Regions from separate parts of the Sus scrofa genome. Here regions 1 and 3 are each linked to region 2. A link is a contact called in public Hi-C and HiChIP or PLAC-seq data. All regions are on one chromosome and are shown on one strand. The core of a region is the stretch at or near the end of the contact, and the rest is flanking DNA. Distances in the headings are between cores, read along the strand shown.

Region 1 (3,123 bases), core at 374-2,873, 830 kb after region 2:
ATCAGCTTGGGATTTCCTGACTCTTTTGAGTCTTTTGTGCCCCAATTGTGTGTTTAATTTCAATCTCTGCCTCCTCTTCGGGTTTTACCCTAGGAGAAGAACCTCTCCATTCTAATTTGAAATGAATTATTTATGCTTATGAACACACTGGCTGCCTGCCTGGTTTATTTATTTTTTGAATAATACAGCTGATTAGGGATTCACACAAGACAGGGCAAACATAATTCCAACGTAAATGCCCTTCCCCAACTGCTGCCCAATTTTTAATCACTCCAAACTACTGTGTGGCCTGGTCATTATCCTGTGGAGCCTGAAATCTATCCCCGAACCCTAATCAGATGCCCGGTGCCTGCACTTGAAAGTCAAGATCTGCCCTATCAGACCTCACCACCTGTCCTTGACAACCTTATCTCTTGCCACTATGAGTTTCTCCACTCATCCAAATTCCATTCATTCATCCTCCAAGGCCCAGTTCAAACGCCTCCACCCTGTGAAGCCCGTCCTGGTTGTCCCTTAAGGGAAGAAGCCCCTCATGCATATAAACTTCCAGAGTTTTTGTTTTTATATCCTTACTTGGATTCTAAGTTCCCCCCAAGAGAGTTCAGGTGAGGACGATGGCACACAGTAGGTACCTCTGGAGAGTGTGTGGTGAAATTAGGTAGCATGGTTTCCCACACCCCAAGAAGCTGTTTATCAGGCCAGCTCAGGCAAACTGGACACAATTTTGGAGTCAATATCTACAAAATGCTCTCAGGGGAAGTGACCAGGGAGAGCCATCAACCTATACCCATACCCTGACCAGTGTTTCATGCCAGGTGAGTTGCCTATTTGACAAACCCCACTTAAAGAGCATACACCTCACAGATCTGATGAGCCTCCTGTAGAGCCTCACTCTCCTTCAACGCCTCACATCTGCGTGCCTTCCAGTATATAAGGTAGAGTCAGATCATTGCTCCCAGTGCTTGTTACAGGGGCCAAGGGCTGCATGTAAGGCAGGTGTTACTTTTCAGGATCTGGGGCTCAGAGACATGTCCAAAGTCACTCCCAGGAAGGGTCAGGACTATGATTTGACTTATGCCTCTTAATTCTCAGTGCAGTGGCATTCAATGCGTGCAAGTTGTTTGAGGTTGAAAGGAAACAGGGTTTTTAAATGACTTGTATAGTCTAAAGCACACACAGGTGTTCTGTGACCTGCAGTAATAGCAGCTGACAATATGCCACTCCGAGGGTTCAATGAAAGCTAACCAAGGCTACAAGGGGAGGGAGGCGGAGACTTTCAAGGCCTCAGCAAAGGCGCGCTTGCAACCCACAACTGTCAGTACCCAGGGGTCCTCCCGGCTACCAAGCACTAGAGAACGCGTTGGCTGTTTCTGGTACGGCAAGGCCACCGTAGGGCACCCACGGTATGGCATTCCATCCAGCGGAATCTCAAAGCCCTACGACAGATGTGATGGGTGACCCCCCAAGTGCCTTCGCTCGCCGCACAGCTGCCAGGGGTGGGCAGGCGTCCCCTCACCCTCCGCAGGTTTAGAGGGAGGCAGCGCGGCGTAGTCTCCCTCACGTGACCGGGCTCGGCAGCGTCCAGCGCGTCACGCCCCGCCCCGAGCTCTGGGGTCGGTCAATGTCTGCGCCTGCGCCGGCGCCGGCTGGGCTCGCGGGCTGGCCTACCTGCGGGCGGGCGGCTACCGGGCGCGGAGCCGGGCCCGCGGCGATGGGTGAGTGTGGGAGGCGGGTGAGAGGGAAACGCGGGGCTCCCCCGGCCTCAGCAAGGAGTGCCTGGAAGCACGAAGGAGGGTCCGAGGAGGCCGTCTGCCGCGTCCTCTGGCCCACCTACCCCTCAGCGCGCGCGCGCGCACTGCGTCCCCTCCGCCCCACGGCGCGCCCCGCCACTGCCGCTCGTGCCCTCCCGGGTGGGGCCTGCAGCCGCAGGGGCCGGCGGCCGCCGGGTTTCGCTGAGCCAGGGGCGCTGTCCGGCTGCCGGAAAGAGCTTTTCCGGTGGAGGAGGCAGCGCGCTCTTTTGGGCGCGCCTGGGGCGGGGAGGTGCCTTCTGCCGCGCACCTAGAGCGGGGCGGGAAGGGTTCTTGCTTTGCCTGCGCGGGAGGGGAGCGGCGCCGGCACTGCGAATGGGCCCCGGACCCCTTATTCTGTCCGGTGTCAGAGACGGAAGGGGCTTTGGCGAACCCACCACCCTCCCCTCCCTCTTATCACACACTGGGGAAATGGACGCCTGGAGAATGGTAAGTTCAGCCGCACAACCAGACAATGCTTATTCTGCGACACCATGTTGCTTCGCGTTGTAGGAAACTTGTAGTACGAGGCTTTTTTTTTGGTCTGGTGGTGGTGATGGGATTATGTTGTTAATTGTAAATTTGTACCAATTATTGGGTATTAAGCTTATCTAAGTGGGGCGTCTTAAAGGCTATATTTACCCTTTTTTTGGCCCTATAACTGTATACAGCTGGTCTTAATCCCCACCTTCTGTTTCACTACGTGCAAGCTGTGAAACAGAAGCCCTTAGAGTAACGGTAGTGACCTTGCCAATCTGAGCTTCCTCTGTACTTGTTTTTGAAAGGGTTCCGTGAAAGCAAAAGGTTCTAGGACTGGTTAGGTCCGCGGGTGATTTCAGAGCACAGGTTAGGCGTTTTGGATCTGGAGTCACCTTGAGTGCATCTCAGGCAAAGATCACAAGCAGTCTCTTTAAAAAGCAGTGGACTTACCTGGTCTTTCCTTTGGTAGATTAAGCCCAGAGAAGTGGATTTTTAAATCATAGACATTGCTTTAAATTTATAGTGGCAAGATAGTGACCACTGGATCCCAGGTTTATCTTATGTGAATGCTGACTCAGACCTGCTGACTTGTAGGAGTTAACATCCTTGGAGAATTACAGTTGCCTTCTCCGTAGTTTTTGTACAAAGACCTTTGTGCTGGGTTCACAACTGTGTCTTATCCATGTGGGCTATAAATTATGGTGAGCATTTAGATTACACTGTTTTCTTTTACCATAAAAGTTTGACACTTGGAGTTGCTTGAAAGTCATCTTGATTAACTTTGCCTCCTTATGCTGACATAGGTCGAGTGTTTTAGGTAGCAGGCAATGTAAAATTATGGTATATATATGTTGCA
Region 2 (3,238 bases), core at 515-3,014:
TGGGCACAGCCATCTCCATTAATTATACTAAATCTAGACCCTTAGGTGTCAGGTGACAAGACTGGACTAGACTATCCTCTCAAGCCATGTCCTAGCAGAAAACTGATATTTCATTGTTAAAATTAAGTAGGTGGGATTTGGTTCCTACCCTCGAGTGCCCCAACATTCAAGGAGAGAAAAATATAAGTGGAGAAAATTAATTAAATCCAACTTTTTGATCCGTATTTTTTTCCTACATCGTTGACATCTGCCAATGCTTATCAATTCTTAAGCATTAACAGATGATAAAATACATATCATCATGAGCAATTAGTTACATATGTTAATCCTCACAAAACCAAGAACAGGCATGTATCATTAATCCAATACTACAGACTAAGGTTTAAAGAGGTGATATAATCTGGGCAAGATCACAAAATAAATGGCAAGGTCTAACTTTGAACTTAAACCCTCTGTCTCCAAAGTCTGGCCTCTTAACCACTTTACAACACTATTTTCAAGTATTAATAACTAAATTATTTTTAGTTTCTTTTTGCTTTTCTAGATGTGTATTCTTGACTGTTGTTTTTTTAATGTAAGCATCGTTTCCTATTTTTAACTAGCTAAATTATTCCTGGTTTCTATGACGGCAATTCCAGGATCCCCATGAGTGCAAATATCCAAATGGGAACCCCGATCTAACCTCTACGAGCTCTCTAGTGAGTCTTCTGGCATTCTTTTCTTAAACGAGAGAAATAAGCTTACAACCAATTCAAGATCTAACATAACGACCTACGTATATCTATTTATTAAAGACTTCTCGCGTGCGGATAAGAAGCTGATTTTTCTTCCCCAGTGGTTTGAAAGAAGGCAAAACCCCGGATGACCCGCACAGGAGAGCTGGGATTGCAATTCATCAGATCTCTCACCTTCCGAGAGCCATTAATACATGATGTTTGAGGGTCAAAACGAGACACTGGGACAAGTGAGTCCTGGTCACCGTCTCTAAGGGGAAGCGGCACAGACACAAATATACTTCCCTGCTCGGCGGTACCAAGGACCTTATCTTAAAGAGTGCTTAGAGACCAGGGGTGCACCAGGCCTCCCCTCCGCCGACGACTCAAGAGGTGCGGTGGGGGATAGCACGAGCTTTCCAGCAGTCGCCCAGCCACACTCCCGCTGTGCCACCCATCTCCCCGCAAGTTCCTGGGGGAAGGGCTTCCCGTCCCTTCGCTCAGGACCTGAAGACCGAAGAAGCCAAACCTCGGCCCCACCTGGGCGCGGCTTCGGCGGCCAGGCCCAGAGCACTCACCATCGTTCTCGTCGCTGTGCCGCCGCCGTGACATGCCGCACGTTGTGTATGCGGCGGAGCCTAGACGCCGGGCGGGAAGAGCGGCAGGAACCGTCGGGCAGCCGGCCGGCGCGAGGACAGCGGCGAGGCTCACGAAGTGGCCCGCGCGCAGGCGCACTCGCTCGCGACGGCTCCCGGAAGCGCAAGGGGGAGAAGTGGCCGGGTGGGCTCGGCGGGCTCGGATCCCGGAGAGCCGGCGTCTGGAACCTCACCAAGCCACTGCCGCCTCGTCCGCACGCAACCGCCCCCTCGGGCTGCCTCCGCCTCTCCGCTGCTTCCTTCGCCCGCCTCCGCGGGAAGTCCTTCCGGGGCCACGCGGAGAGCACCGCCTCCCCAGGCGGCCGGAGCCCGCAGGCCGCGAGCCACGCCTTGGCGGGGGTGGTCTAGGAGGGACGCTCTAGTTCAGACTCCCTCCACTTCAGACTCCCCCCCGGGCCTCTCAGTGGTTTTCCCGGCGGCCCTTTCGCTAACGGCCTAGACTTCCGGGGCGAGGTGAGGTCCCCGGCGTTCCTTCCTACGTAAACAGGGGCGGGGGCTGGAGGTGCAAGGGTGGTGAGAGGTGACAATTGCTAGGCGGAGACGGTTTGGTGAAGAAAGATCTAAGAAAGGATCTGGACTGGCGGGTACGTGCTCATCTTTCTCCCACTTCCGGGCCTCTGCCGACTCGGGAAAGCTGGGAGGAGAGATTGGGCCAGGCCCGGCGCGCGGGGTGGGGCCCAAGCGGGAAGCGGCGCCGCTCGAGCAGCTCTGGGGACCGAAAGACCCTGCCTAGCTTGAGCTTGCTGCTCTGCGGTTAGCTTCTGACCGTCGTCTGACCTCTCGCCCCTCTGAGTTGTTGATCGCTTTAGTAATGTTTCCAGTGGTTATTGGATACTTCCATTATGTGTATGTGAATATTCTCCGCCCTGACCTCTGTGGTGAACACCACGGCTGCTTATCTGCTTTGTCGATGGCCATTTGAAATTTCACACGCGTGAAATGAACCTTTCATTCTCCTAGCCTAACCTAGCCTAACCTATTGCTCCTTCACTTTTACGCATCCATCCGATTGCTTAATCCAAAAATGTAGGTAGGAGTCATTCTTGGCTCCTTACTTACTACCTAATGAACTATCAGTAAACCTTATCAGCTCTACTTTCAAAACCGATCTGGAATCAGTTACTCCTTTTTTACTACTCTCTCATGACTTTGCGATGTAAAGTAACCTGACCTACAGGGTCCTACTCTTTTATCACTATGCTCCAACAATTCTTACTTTCTTCCTGTACCTCCAGTAAGGCAAGCTTGTTCACCCTTTAGGCATTTATATTCCTTTGCCTGAAGATTTCTACCCTTAAGTATGCATGGATGGCTCCTTGGCATTTCAGTCCCAGCTCAAGCATCAGCCCCCTTAGGAATCCTTCCCTGGCCACCCAACCTTTTACTCCATACCACAAATATTGTATTTATTATGTGCCAGGCAGTGTTCTAGACATTGAGGAGGCTGAGGTGAACGAAGGAAAACCCCTGCTTTCTCAGTGCTGATGACCGGTTGAGGAATCCAGCAAACTGCAGTCAGAGGTGGTGGGCAAAAATAGAAAAAGATGCGATTAGGGTGTGGTGGGAAAGGCTTTATAAGAACCTTGGACTTTATCTGATGCCTTTAAAAGCCTTTGGAGGGAGAGATCTGACTTATTTTTAAAGTCACCCCTCTTGCTCTTACGGGAGAAGGGCAGTTAGGCAATTGCAATAATTCATGCAAGAAATAATGGTTGCTTAAGTGGGGTTGGTAGGGAAGGTAGTGCAGTGTCATCTGATGTGATTATATTTCAAAAGCAGAATTGACAGGATTTTCAATACTCTGAAAGAGTGAGGAGACAAGAATCCCAAAGTTTTTTCCTGAGTAACAGGAAGAATGGAATTGTTGTT
Region 3 (2,939 bases), core at 281-2,780, 560 kb before region 2:
CTCTACTGGAAACCAACTCATATAAGAGAGACAGGCTAAAATCTGGGACCTGGGACCCTTTGCCACAGTGCTTGCACCTGGACAGCTATCTCCTCCAGCAACCAAATATAAAGAAACCATAAGGGACTAAAAATAACTACACGCATGCAGTTGAGGCAAATTACCAACAAGATTCAAAAAGACCAAAACCTAATAGCCACTTCTGAGGAGGCAGAAGCAAAAGCAGGGCACTGTGCATGCACTCTGCACACAGCACCACCAAGGGGGCAGACCACCAGATCCCTAGACTCACCCTTATCCCCACCACCTCCTCAGGGAGCAAGCAAGGGCAGCTGTTACTTGTTTTCCTACCTCCTGCTGCAGTACCGGTGCCAATAAAGCCTTGACTAAATTTGTCTGGCCTCTCATCAATTTGTATTAACGAGGTCAAAAACCCTTGTCAGTAACAGAAGGGTACACCTGAACTAAATTTGGACTTTTATTTCTTTCATTCCCCCGTTTGCCTAACAATAGTATAATTAATCTATCATCGGTTTGGAGAATGTTATTTCTCTATTATCATATTAAGAGACATTTTTAGATATGCTATGGACTTACAAAATATTATTATAATTTCTGCAGTGAACCTGTGTTAAGTTAATTTTAAGAAAAGACAACCTCAGACCTTGAGTATAATTTGCCCGGAACAAAACAAGGAAGATTTTGTTAAGGATGGCAAAGAGAGAGAAGCTAAAGAAAGAGGGGCTAAGAAAGGGCTAGTGAAGAACCGTGAAGCTCCTCAAGAGGTGGTAGGAAATGGGCTCCATAGCCCAAGCGGAGGGAAGCGCCTAAAGGAGTAAAGGGGGGAAACTTAAGGACAAGAGGCAGACAGACTGAGGACAGAAGTTGAGAAAGTTAGTAAAGACACATTTGATTCCACAATTTACTGTGCCCAAACCCGTCCCAAGCACTGGGTTCCAGCAAGGGCAGAAGCCGGGCCGGGCGCCCATATAACTCGAGTAGCTCAGGAAAGAGGCGAGCGGGAACTGGGACCGAGGAAGGAGAGGCCGCCACGGTCAGGGGAGAACCACAGGGTCGCTTAACTGCTGACGGGTATATAGGCCACCAGCAGAGCCCTCTAAGCACGCGCGCTTTGAGCGGCGCCGGAAATGTCGCCACGCAGCCGGGTGTCCCCTTCAGCCAATGGACGCGCCGTGCGCCCCGCAACGGGGACCTGCGCGGCACCTGGGGAGAAAAGGCGGGAGGCCCGTAAAGCTGGAGAAGGGACTGTCCCTCTACGTTATTACGCGTGTTACCAGAACAAGGTATTTGTGGAGGGCGTCTCCTCCAGCCTCTCTTCCGCTGGTTAACCAAATTCAGGGACACCACGCCTTCAATCCGAGGACCGCCCCACGCTCGCGGCTGCCCTCAGTAAATATGGCGGAGAGGAGCGAAGAAAAGTCGGAAGTTAGCAGTGTGGGAGGAGCCGGCAGGGGGCGTGTCGAGGCCTGTCCTAGATACGGAGGGGTCCGGATGGGCGTGGCCACCCTCAGGTACTGGGTTTTAGATCAATGAAGTGCACGCAACGCAGGGAGCTGCGTCCCTCCGTCGTCTCTTGGAGGCGGGTCACTAAAGGCCCCGCCCTCGTCCAGTTATCTCCGTCTTGAAGGTATCCCCTGAATCTCCGAGATTTGGCCGGAGTTGGGCAGTGGACATCCAGCTCCTCCGCAGTCCCTAGTGGCGATGGAGGACGCCCAGGAGAACCCCGCGGAGTCTAGCTCCTCTGCCCCCGTGTCCGAAGAGCCTGCCAGCTTGGCCAGGGGCTCCCAGGTGTTGCCTCCAGAGGAATCGACGGTCTGCACCCGACCTCTGGAGGCGGCCCCCAAGAAACTTTGTGGATATTTAAGCAAGTTGGGAGGCAAAAGGCCCATCCGGGGTTGGAAATCCCGCTGGTTTTTCTACGACGAGAGAAAATGTCACCTGTATTATTCGCGGACCGCACAGGATGCAAACCCCTTGGACAGCATCGACCTCTCCTGTGCGGTATTTGACTGCAAGGCGGACGCCGAGGAGGGGACTTTCGAAATCAAGACCCCCAGCCGGACTATTACCTTGAAGGTAAATGATGCAATTTTCTCCTTTTCAGCACAGCGGGGTGCAAGTGAGTGGTCACAATAAACTTACTGTAACTATAATCACCGACCCCAAACACCCCTGTGAACCCTGGGTTCACAGGGTCTTGTGCTTTACAAAGGGCATTCACACTCATTTCCTCATTGTGTTCCCATAACAAAGGCCCACATGATATACGCATATTACGGATCAAGTAATTGAGTCATAGGAGTTCCCGTTGTGGCGCAGTGGTTAACAAATCCGACTGGGAACCATGAGGTTGCGGGTTCAATCCTTGGCCTTGCTCAGGGGGTTGAGGATCCAGCGTTGCGTGAGCTGTGGTGTAGGTCGCAGACGCGGCTCGGATCCGGCGTTGCTGTGCCTCTGGTGTAGGCGGGTGGCTACAGCTCCTTATTAGACCCCTATCCTGGGGACCTCCATATGCCGCGGGAGCGGCCCTAGAAAAGGCAAAAAGACAAAAAAAAAAAAAAAAAAAAAAAAAAATTGAGTCATAAAGAGATGAAGTGACTGGTCCAAGGTCACACAACTAAAAAGTGGTGTAGCCCACACTTGGAATCCCGTGGGTTTTCTACCTCTCAGCACTTGATCAAAACTTTTACTTTTGGGTGTGGCTAATAATGCAGTTGCCTTAACTTTTTTACTTCGGGTTGAAGTATAATCAAGATATGAGCTTTGCTGCCCTCTCTCAAGGCATGACTTCTGAATCACGTTTCTTTTTATTTCTTAACTTTTAAAAAAGTTTTCTTTTTAATTTTAATGCCCCCCCCCCCACATATGGAAGTTCCCCATCCAGGGATCCAATCCATCATAGTCACACTGTGAATTAC

The links. A called contact is a pair of places that touch in the nucleus more often than the background predicts. HiChIP or PLAC-seq counts read pairs in DNA pulled down with a chosen protein or histone mark.
Region 1: a contact with region 2 is called in an H3K27ac HiChIP or PLAC-seq map of alveolar macrophages. The contact joins the promoter of SLC25A51 here to the promoter of NCBP1 in region 2. A contact is called at or near these places in 2 of 5 promoter capture datasets (fetal liver and fetal skeletal muscle), 1 of 47 Hi-C or Micro-C datasets (embryonic fibroblasts) and 1 of 2 datasets of contacts at active chromatin or transcription factors (alveolar macrophages).
Region 3: a contact with region 2 is called in a Hi-C map of mesenteric adipose tissue, with 2.4 times the contacts expected there. The contact joins the promoter of TBC1D2 here to the promoter of NCBP1 in region 2. A contact is called at or near these places in 2 of 47 Hi-C or Micro-C datasets (liver and mesenteric adipose tissue) and 1 of 2 datasets of contacts at active chromatin or transcription factors (alveolar macrophages).

The regions. Positions count from the first base shown.
Region 1 is chr1:238,665,928-238,669,050 of Sscrofa11.1, reverse strand. It overlaps SLC25A51 (solute carrier family 25 member 51), which reads left to right and starts at 1,623. Exons shown (of 3, transcript NM_001258408.1): 1 at 1,623-1,715.
Region 2 is chr1:239,491,103-239,494,340 of Sscrofa11.1, reverse strand. It overlaps NCBP1 (nuclear cap-binding protein subunit 1), which reads right to left and starts at 1,764. Exons shown (of 24, transcript XR_002336867.1): 1 at 1,292-1,764. TSTD2 (thiosulfate sulfurtransferase/rhodanese-like domain-containing protein 2) reads left to right here and starts at 1,458. Exons shown (of 10, transcript XM_005660262.3): 1 at 1,458-1,822.
Region 3 is chr1:240,048,518-240,051,456 of Sscrofa11.1, reverse strand. It overlaps TBC1D2 (TBC1 domain family member 2A), which reads left to right and starts at 1,530. Exons shown (of 16, transcript XM_021066519.1): 1 at 1,530-2,097. The coding sequence starts at 1,723.